2 separate regions of the Mus musculus genome follow, and region 2 is linked to region 1. Evidence: chromatin contacts called from public HiChIP or PLAC-seq data. All regions are on one chromosome and are shown on one strand. Each heading gives the region's core, a stretch centred on a gene start, on an enhancer-like site or on the middle of the called end of the contact. The rest is flanking DNA. Distances are from core to core; before and after follow the strand shown. Region 1 has its middle 28 kb from the start of Gm30327. Region 2 overlaps LOC108167736 (a long non-coding RNA gene).

Region 1 (4,873 bases), core at 1,171-3,670:
AGCCCTAAGAACAGATCTCAGTGCCTGCTAGAAATGGCTAACCCTTTCCTGCCCCACCCGACTTCCAAACCTTCTTACAAGCCTTCCTAGCTTGCTGAGGAAGGCCTTGAAGGCTCAGGGGAGTTCTCTTGTTGACATTGGTGGTGGTAGTGATATTGAGTTTTGCTTTGTTTTTCTCCTGATTCAAAACAGATGGAACAAGGAAAGAACAGTTGAAAAATTCTAAAAGCCACTTATCTTTGGCATATTGTGAAGTGAAAACAGAAAAGACTAGAACATCAGTTCAGTAAACAAGCTTGCATACACACAGCAAGTGTCTTTGATGATCCTGACCAGCCCTGTCCAGCATAAATATTGATCCATGTCTAGGATTTAAAATCTCTAGGAGACACACTTAAAACAATTCTTTTAAGTTGTTCTTCTTCATGTCTATAAAATCAGATGTATGTTTTCTTTTTATGGCACATCTCAATTCAATTTCTTTTTATGGCACGACACATTTCAAGCTCTTAATATCTACACGTACTTCTCTCATTGTGGGCAGCAAAGCTCTACCCAGCAATGTCTCATGTTAGCAAGAGCATGCTAGCCCTTGGAGGGTGAAGGCTGGAGGATCAAAAGTTCAAGGTCATCCTTAACTACATGATGAGTTTGAATCTACTCTAAGCTACAAGAAGTCCTGTTTCAATGCTTAAAAACATACACACTGAACTTAGTTGGAGAAGGTGTTCTAGGTGGTTAGGTGAACCATGGCAGAGACTTGGCTATAGTTGCCATAGCAAGAGCAGAAAGAAAAAAAAGAACAAAAGGGCATGCTGGGAAGGAGACTACCAACCAGACTTCTTGGCAGGAGGAGGGACTACCAACCAGACTTCCTGGAAGATTGGTAGAGAGGAATAAAGAAAAGCAGAGAGAGGAGGGAATCAAAGACACCAGCTTTGATGACAGCCCAAGCATGGAGTGTCCAACCATCTTCTCTCTGTCTAGACCTAAGTGGTTGTTCTGCTGTCCTTGGGGCTTTCGACAGACAACTAGCTTTCCTGGTCTTCCTCAAGAATTTGTCTCCTGTGTTTCAAGGCAGTTGCTGCCCTTTCTTTCTTTCTTTCTTTCTTTCTTTCTTTCTTTCTTTCTTTCTTTCTTTCTTTCTTTCTTTCTTTCTTTCTTTCTTTCTTCCTTTCTTTCTTTCTTTCTCTCTTTTTCTGTTTGTAATTATGCACTCCTGAAATCTGCAAGAACTCAGGTTCACATTCCTGAGGAAAATGTTCTGGTACATTTGGGCCAAAGACGTGCTGTGCTGAGAAGGTGGCCTGGCTCAAAACACTGGCAGGACTAAGCAGGCACCGCGGCCCAAACTAACATACACATTTGTCCCCGACGACGACTGGGAAAAGGCTGAGACACTGACTCTCAGTGTGAGTGTCCCCCAGCAAGGCCTTCAAAACAAGGAGCAGAAGGGTGAGCCTGTGTCATAAACATGGCTGGAACAACAGAAGGCAGCCGGCCAGCTAGAGACATAAACAAGTTCTTAAAGGAGCCCCAACAGCACTTCCTTGTTTCCTCTAGGCAAATGTTGAGCTTTAGTGCGCACTTGATACAATGGCTAGACTGTAGATGAAAATTCACAGAAGCATTCCAACCGTGTCTTTAAAGAGGGAGGGACAGATCTGTCATGTGTGTGCCCGGGGTGGGCTGAAGCAAGAGCAGAGCCTACAAGATGAGTGCTTTATGTGGTGGTGAAGGCCTGACCCCAACCCTTGCTTGGCCCTTGTGGTCTAGGACAAGAAGGAATAGCAGCCAGCTGCTAGCAATTACACTAAAACAGAATTGGTAGTACTTTTACTGCCCAGAAAGAAGAGCCCTAGACAGATGATATTTTCCAGAAGAATTGAATCTGGGGCTTAATAGACCTGAGTTTAAGTCCCTGAAGTGACGAGATCATATTAACTATGAAGAAAAGAAGCCTCCTGCTCAGTCTTTCCAAGTGCCAGCTGACCTCTGCCTAGGCACGGGCCCAGCATTCCCCAGGCTCAGAAGATGGAAAGACACAGACCAATAGTGTATTTGAGTAGGGACCACAAAAACAACTCAGCAGTGGGCATAAATCCTGGGCCTGGAATCCCATAACTATTTAACAACTCCCTGGGAAGCAAGGCTGACTTTTTCTGGTTCAGGTCTTTCCCTTCTCTGGCATTTCCCAGGCGATTGCTGGGGAAGTGCCAGAGGCATGTTGTCTAGGGAGACCTCCACCACGGATTCATTTCTAACATTAGAACACTATGACCTGAAGACCACCCCAAGGGGATTCTCGGGGGAGGGATATCACCTCCTCCACCAAGCCAAGATAAGAACGCAGGGACCAGTGAAGGTAGGGTGACAGGTTGTGCAAAAGAGGAGCCAACAGCTTCCTGTGAACCAATTTTGAGTTCCCTTGAACAACCAATAAGACTCAATCGTCACCAGGTGTGGTGGCACACAGCTTTAATCCCAGCACTTGAGAGGCAGAGGCAGGCAGATTTCTGAGTTCGAGGCCAGCCTGGTCTACAGAGTGAGTTCCAGGACAGCCAGGGCTATATAGAGAAACCCTGTCTCGAAAAACCAAAAAAAAAAAAAAAAAGACTTGATTGTCACTTAGGGCATACAGCACCATATCTGGCCACCAGAAATTTTAGTTCTTTTTTGTTGTCATTTTTTGTTTAGTTAATTAGCTAGTTATTTTGAGACAAGGTGCTCCCATTTGGCTTGGAACTCGCTGTGTAGACCAGCCAGGCCTCAGACTCACAGAGATTGCCTCATTCTGCCTCCTGAAGGCTGAGATTAAAGGCGTGCACCACCACACCTGGATAATTGCTTTTTAATTATTATCGACTGTTACATGATTCTCTCTCCAAATGATACCTATGACCTGAAGTTTAAAAAAAAAATTCTAACATTTCATTTATTTGAGTTTTCCTCTTCAAACCATTACTATATCTTCTTATTCAATTGAACAGCATGTTTTTCTCTAAATTACAACTGGCCTTAACAGTGCGGATGTGACCCTCCCTGGAATTAGCAACAGAAAGCTCCAGTCAGCTGAAGGCATCCTGCTAGTACTTCGTGAACACACCATATCTAATCTGGTGCCTGGAGAGCAATGACCCAGAAATCAGTTATAGATTTGAATGTCAGCTTTGTTATTGAATTGTAAAAATTTTAACAAGTCATCCCTTCTTTGTACTGCCTACTTCCATAAGTAAATCTAGGACACAACGAATTCAAAGCTAGAGAGAGCTCTGCTTGCACAATGCCGCCTTGTTCTCAAGTGTAGGATCTGGAGCCAGGGATTGTGTAAATTGCTTGCATTTTTTAAGCAACAGATATGCATGTAGGAAAGTCCACTGGGCGACAAACAAAAGCCGGGTCTCAGATAAAACCCTGAGCAATATCCTAATGGAGATTTACAAATCTTAAAAGGTCGCCAGCTTTACACCGTGCCTTTCTAGACCTCTCAGGATGCAGGGTTTTAAACAAGAAAGAGCTGTGACTTGCAAGGAGACTCTGTCGTGGGAAAGAAAGCACATTTGGCCAGACGGCTTAGCTTTTTGTTTCTAGGGAGCTGGTATTATCCTATCACTGGGAGCTAGAAAGGAGAGAGTTTCCTCCACTCAGTAGAGTTTAGAACCCTGTTAAGGTTCGAAAGGAAGAAGGAGGAGGCGGGACTTTGACTTACATAGAACTCTAGGTTTTTTTTGTTTTTGTTTTTGTTTTTTGTTTTTTGGTTTGTTTTTGTTTTTGTTTTTGTTTTTTTTTGGACAGGTCAAGAACACACAGTGAACTCTTTCTGTAGACCAGGCAGGTCTTGACTTCACAGAGATCCGGACTGTCTCTACCTTCTGAGAGCTGGGATTAAAGGCATGCACAAAACACCCGGTGCAAATAACATTCTTGATATCTCTTTTGGAGAAGATGACACACCTAGGAGAGGAAAACCCAGAGAGAGCTCTGCAGAGTCTAGTCTAGTTAGATGGCCACTTCTTTCTTTACGTATGTAGGTAGTCATTCATTCACTTATTTTTGTGTCTCTGAAAGAGTCTCACTGGGCCAACTGGATAGCTCAGGGGGTCAGAGCACCTTCTACCAAGCCTGATGACCTGAGTTCAAGTCCCAGAACCCACATGGTAGAAGAAGAGAATTGACTCCATCCGTTGCCCTCTGACCTCCACACTCTCAACATGACATAGCCACAGGTGTAGAGGCTATACACATAATAAACTGAAAAATAAAATGTAATCAAAGGGAAGTTCTCACTATGTAGCTCAAGCTGGCCTAAAACTCACTGTGTACCCCTCCAGCTGGGATTACAGATGTGTTACAACACCAACAATCAGTAGGGTGTGTGTGTGTGTGTGTGTGCTCGTGCGCGCACACAATTGGTTGGTTTTGCTGTTGTTATTTTTTTTAAGATTTATTTATTTTTCTTTTTTTGTATATGGATGTTGTATCTTCCTGTATATCTGTGCACCACATGCATGCCTGGTGCCTGTGGATGCCAGAAGAAGGTATCGTATCCCCTAAAACTGGAGATCAGATTGTTGTGAACCTCCATGTTGGTACTGGGAATCCAACACAGGTCCTCTGGAAGAGCAGTCAATACTCTTAACCACTGAACTATCTTTCCAGATCCCAATAACCAGTAGTTCTCAACCTGTTCTTCCTTTCAGTGGGCCACAGAGGGTTAGCCTGATGCTTGCTTGTTTGTTTATTTGTTTCTCTCACTAGAATGTGAGTGCAGTGAGGACCATATGTATTTCATTTCTATTCTATTTCCTAAGCCTGCTAAAATAACTTACAGTCAATTAGTAATCAAATCTGTCTTGGGTGGAAACAAATAAAT
Region 2 (4,873 bases), core at 750-3,249, 71 kb before region 1:
TGCTCTGAGTGGAAACATAGGTATCACCTACAGAACATGTGCTTTCTCCGTAGCTTTCTACCCCAGATGTATGGCCTAAAGACTGCTCCTCTACAGAGACTGTCCTTACTGGGATTAGCTAAATCCACCTCCTTGTTCAGCTGTATACCACAAACCCTGCCTTGTTTATCAGCATGTAAAAATCTGCCTCCTCGTTCACTGTATATAGTAAATATGCCGCCCTTCAGGGCACTGTGTCTTCTCCATCAGAGAGTCCGGTCCATCCAATCCCAGCTGTCCCATGTCTCTGTGGTTGTCATTTCTTCATTTTCTCATCACCCCTAGTCAAGGTTCAGGGACCCAGGCTATCTAAGGATGGGGCACATGGCTGCCACATCCCCAGTTTACAGCCTGCTCCCTTGAAAGAGGACCAGTACCTCTCTAAAAATCCTGTGAAATGATCAATTGGGAGATTTTTTTTTAATACTTTTATTTTGTGTGTATGGATGTTGTACCTGCATGTCTGTCTGTGCACTCCATGCATGCCTATTGCCTTCAGAAGCCAGAAGACAGGGTGTGATCTCCAGGAACTGGAGTTACAGATAGTTGTGAGGCACCAGGTGGGTGCTGGGACTCAAACTCAGGTAGTACTCTGGAAGAGCACCCAGTGCTCTTTACCACCAACCATTGTTCCAGCCCCTGGGGGTTTCTTCTTCTTCTTCTTCTTCTTCTTCTTCTTCTTCTTCTTCTTCTTCTTCTTCTTCTTCTTCTTCTTCTTCTTCTTCTTCTTCATCATCATCAAACACTTTTTTATAAATTATTAAGCACACAAATTCAAAATGTATTTATTTCCTGTCACCTGGGGTGTCCAAGTCCCTAACAAAGGCAAGCCAGCTGTCGCTAGTTGCTAAGCTGCACCTTCCATTGGGAGATGCAGCTAAAAGAAGGTCAGATTTGTCTCATCAAAGAATAGTTCAGAAGCATACGGGAAGCTTTCTCATATGCTTTTCAGTTAGGTGAAGAATTCAGTACTTGGGTTGTTGAGAAAAGTTTGGTGGTGGTGATGGATGTTTTGTTTCGTTTTTTTAAATATTGAAAGAAAGCACCAAGTTAAGGGAACCCCGGTTTGCTGGAGCTAGAGGAGGCTGAGACGTGCAAGGTCAGATATGTGCAGATGTTGGCCGCTGGAAGTCAGGGTAAAAGAGCCGAGATGTGAGTGGTAGGGGTGGAGAAACGGCTCACAGGTAAGGACACTCGCATCACAAGCATAAGGATCCATGTCATTCAAGTCGATGTGGTTGCTCAAGCACCTGCAACCCCAGTGCTGGGGCAGAGGCAGAAGGGTCCCAGGCTTGCTGGCTGCTGCCTAGCTCCAAGTTCAGTGAGAGACCCTGTCTCCAGGGAATAAAGGCCAAAAAGTGATATCTTCCTCTGGTTTTAGTCTCTGCACCTGGACACACCCCCTCAAACTTACACACACACACACACACACACACACACACACACACACACACACACACACACACCCCTCCTCTGGCCTTGCACATCTTAGTTGGAGTATAAACGATGACTTGCTTCTAGAACCTTGACTACAGAGCAGTCTGGGAAGAACTCTGCTCCCAACCTGTTCTCCCTCAGACTGAGGCTGGGTCCAGGAAGCCAACCTACACACTGAATAAAAGGTCGTAGTCTATGTACTTCGCTATGAACTCTATACCAGGTTTGCTGCCCAACACTAAGTAAGTCAGGAACAACTGAGGAAGCAGAGCCCAAAGATCCTGTGTATCCCAGTCACAGAGTAAGGAGTGAACCTGGATGGGTGTGAGTTCTAGCTTACCCTGAGCCAAGCTCTCAGCCTTCCCTCCTCCCCTAGGGTATGGCCACACCTCTTGATGGCTACTAGAGGAATTCACTTATGGGATTAAACTAAACCTTGAATGCTTTGGCCTAACGACTGTCTCATCTTCTGTGTAAGAGCCAGGTCAGGAGGCAGGAGGCTGACTGAGCCACACAGCGGGGCATGCTCACTGTGCAGGGTGAGGCAGAGCTGTGTACACAAGTCGGAACTGTGGCTAGAAACTAGGGGAAAGGCCACCTTGCTGATTTGGATCTGCGCCACCACTTCCTGCCCCGACAAAAAGGCTGACGTTGTTGATGTCGACTGGCCTAACAAGGAAAAAGGACCCATGGATCCACCCAAGAGACCTTTTGTCTTTAGGTGAGAATGAAAATGTATCTTAGAGGAGAAAGAAACACATAGCATGTGAAGTCAAGCGCTCTGTGGCCTGTGATAATGGCTCTTGAGGGTGCTGACTGCTGATAAGCACGGACGCTGGCCTCGGCAGAAGCTGCGGCATGTCACTGCCCCCAGCACACACAGTGACTGTGCAGGTTCTCAAACGTCTACCATGCAAAGTGCCTTGTCCAACTCTTAGATGCTAGCCAGTCTCAGATGCTGTGCCTGGGAAGTCTCACTTTCCAGAACAGTAACTAAGGTCTGAATTTGGACCTGAGATGCTAGAGTCAGCAAACATGAACATAGTACACACAGACACAGACACACACACACACAGACACAGACACACACACACACACACACATTTGTTCATACACAAATTCACACACATACTTGGACACACATACACAGACCATGTTAATACTTGTAGAAACAGAAATATATTCACCCCAAATAAACACACTACATATACACTCACTCCACACAGAAACAGATACACAAATATAGAGCATAGATACGACACACACAATCATATAAACATTCAAAAATATCAAACATAGATAGAAACATATAATGCATATATGTTGGATGCGTCATATACATATCCCACAGAGACACACAGATAAACACTGCACACAGGTCTTATACACTAGATCACCACAATGTACACATACAGAGACGAAATGTAACATACTACTTGACACAAAGCTTTGGTTATGTTAGCTATGTATATAGGAGATAAGTATTTAAAAAAAAAAGAGGAAAGAAAATCAAAATGCAGCAAAAAAGTTATAAACTTGAAGAATCCTTGTTTAAAATGAACATATAAGATTCACTGTAACAAGAGAGCAGTAACAGGAACATAAATAGTTGACTTGAAATGGGTTGTTCTGTTCTAACAGGTTTTTGCTGTTGTTTTGTTTTGTTTTTTTTCAAGACAGAGTTTCTCTGTGAACTTCCGGTTGTAGACCAGGGTGGCCTCGAACTCAGAGATTCTCCGGTCTCTGCCTCTCAAATGCTGGGTTTAAAGGTGAGTGCCACACTGGCCGGCTCTAACAGTGCTTTTTATTAAGTGATGGTTCTTCTGTCCCTGTGCACTCACCGCGGCTGCTGAATATTGCCTGCTGAATTGCATCTCCTGAGTCTCTGGTATATCTACCACTCCCGCCCCCACTCTAGCCCCACGTGTCTGTTGAAGGAGCAACCCCTGCATAGCCTTTTCGGTGCCTGCTTGGACAGTGTTTGCCACTTCCTTCTTCCCCGTCTCCTTCCCTGCACCCTCCCTGCCCAAGTCAGGAAAGTCCCAGGGTGCTTGCCTCACAATACAAACCGGGAAGTTCAAGGATCCGATGCTGACCCTGGACATCAACTTCCCAGAATCCTGAGTCAGATGAAGCGCGTCACAGTTTAGCTCGGTGTGCCTAGGGGGCGCTCCGGTCCAGGAATTAAACTTCTTAACCGTTCCCTTTAGTATTTCAAGTTCCAGTAGGGAAGGGCTAGAGACTAAAATTAAGGGAGCCAGCAGGTGAGATGACAGCTGGAGCCTAGTAAAGAAGGGGTGGGTTGCTTAGGAATATGCCTCCAAGGTCTACTGTCTCTCTGAACTTCAAAGCTATAGGTGGCCCCACAGGACAACTCTCCCAGATGCTAAATCTGAGGCCAGAAGATGGAAGTCACATACTTACAGTCAGACCTAATTTGAAGCAATGGGTAACAGCAAATGTCAGAGTCACCCTTTGACGGAGCCACGGGTACTATCTTCATCTCCCCATTGCACAGTATTTTTCCATTAGTTCGAAATATGGATATTACCCTGCAGATGACATTTTACTAGAGAATTAAATAACTGCACTTTGTGCTTGATTATAAGAATGTAGAAGGACATATTAAAAGGAGTAAGTAAACTGCTACATACAAGTGTGCACTCCCTTGAGAGCCCTCAAAATACAGAACTCCAAATTTAAAAACACATTAAAGTGTGATTGCTTCCTTAGAAAATGTGTCATTTAGAGAGTTTGTTTTATTGTGTTATAATAGAACATTCTCGCTACATATTTCTTTCTTTTTCCTTTCTCTTCTTTTTTCTTTCTTTATTTGTTTTTCAAAACAGAGTTTCTCTATGTAGCCCTGGCTGTTTTAGACCTAGCCCTGTAAACCAGGCTAGCCTAGATCTCAGAGGTCCACCTACCTCTGCCTCCCCAGTGCTAGGACTAAAGGCATGCGTGTATCACCATAGCCACCTTCTCACTGTCTATTTCACCTCTGAGTTTTTCATCTAAAAAGGAGTAGGGGGTGGAACTCAAGGAACATGAGGAATGTGGATGAACTCATGTAACCTTTGGGCACTCGCATAATTTACAAACTAAGTGGGTATTACTGGGTTTTATTTATTTATTTTTAAACAGCAACATGTAGAGGTATTCGTAGAATAGCAACGTTGAACCAGTCCTACCTTCCATGCGAGCTCCTCATTCATAAGAGGCCCTGAGCCCCTGTGAGCCACTGTCTTCTCTAGAAAGTAAGAGTCCGAATCTGATGAGCTGTGTATCCCGCCGACAAGGTAAACCACAGTGCTGAATCCCCCTGGTACAGAAGTCACCCTAGGCTTGTCTCCACCTTCCTTTGGGGGAGGGGGTGCAGATTACTCTCCTTCCCAGA

What was found. HiChIP or PLAC-seq counts read pairs in DNA pulled down with a chosen protein or histone mark.
Region 2: a contact with region 1 is called in an H3K27ac HiChIP or PLAC-seq map of extraembryonic endoderm stem cells. The contact joins two enhancer-like sites. A contact is called at or near these places in 8 of 484 Hi-C or Micro-C datasets (Sertoli cells, bone marrow-derived macrophages, cerebral cortex and 4 more) and 2 of 115 datasets of contacts at active chromatin or transcription factors (astrocytes and extraembryonic endoderm stem cells).

What each region holds. Positions count from the first base shown.
Region 1 is chr1:153,960,783-153,965,655 of GRCm38.p6, reverse strand. No RefSeq gene overlaps it. Among named protein-coding and RNA genes, the nearest start is that of Gm30327, 28 kb to the left of the region's middle. Within about 2 kb of position 2,420, at least 54 of the 459 cell types and tissues checked have an H3K27ac peak or open chromatin away from gene starts, as enhancers often do. A contact at or near this core is called in cerebral cortex, colon epithelium, extraembryonic endoderm stem cells and 2 more, where this site is marked.
Region 2 is chr1:154,031,492-154,036,364 of GRCm38.p6, reverse strand. All of the region lies in intron 3 of LOC108167736 (a long non-coding RNA gene), which reads left to right. Among named protein-coding and RNA genes, the nearest start is that of Gm46165, 30 kb to the left of the region's middle. Within about 2 kb of position 1,999, at least 127 of the 459 cell types and tissues checked have an H3K27ac peak or open chromatin away from gene starts, as enhancers often do. A contact at or near this core is called in cerebral cortex, colon epithelium, extraembryonic endoderm stem cells and 2 more, where this site is marked.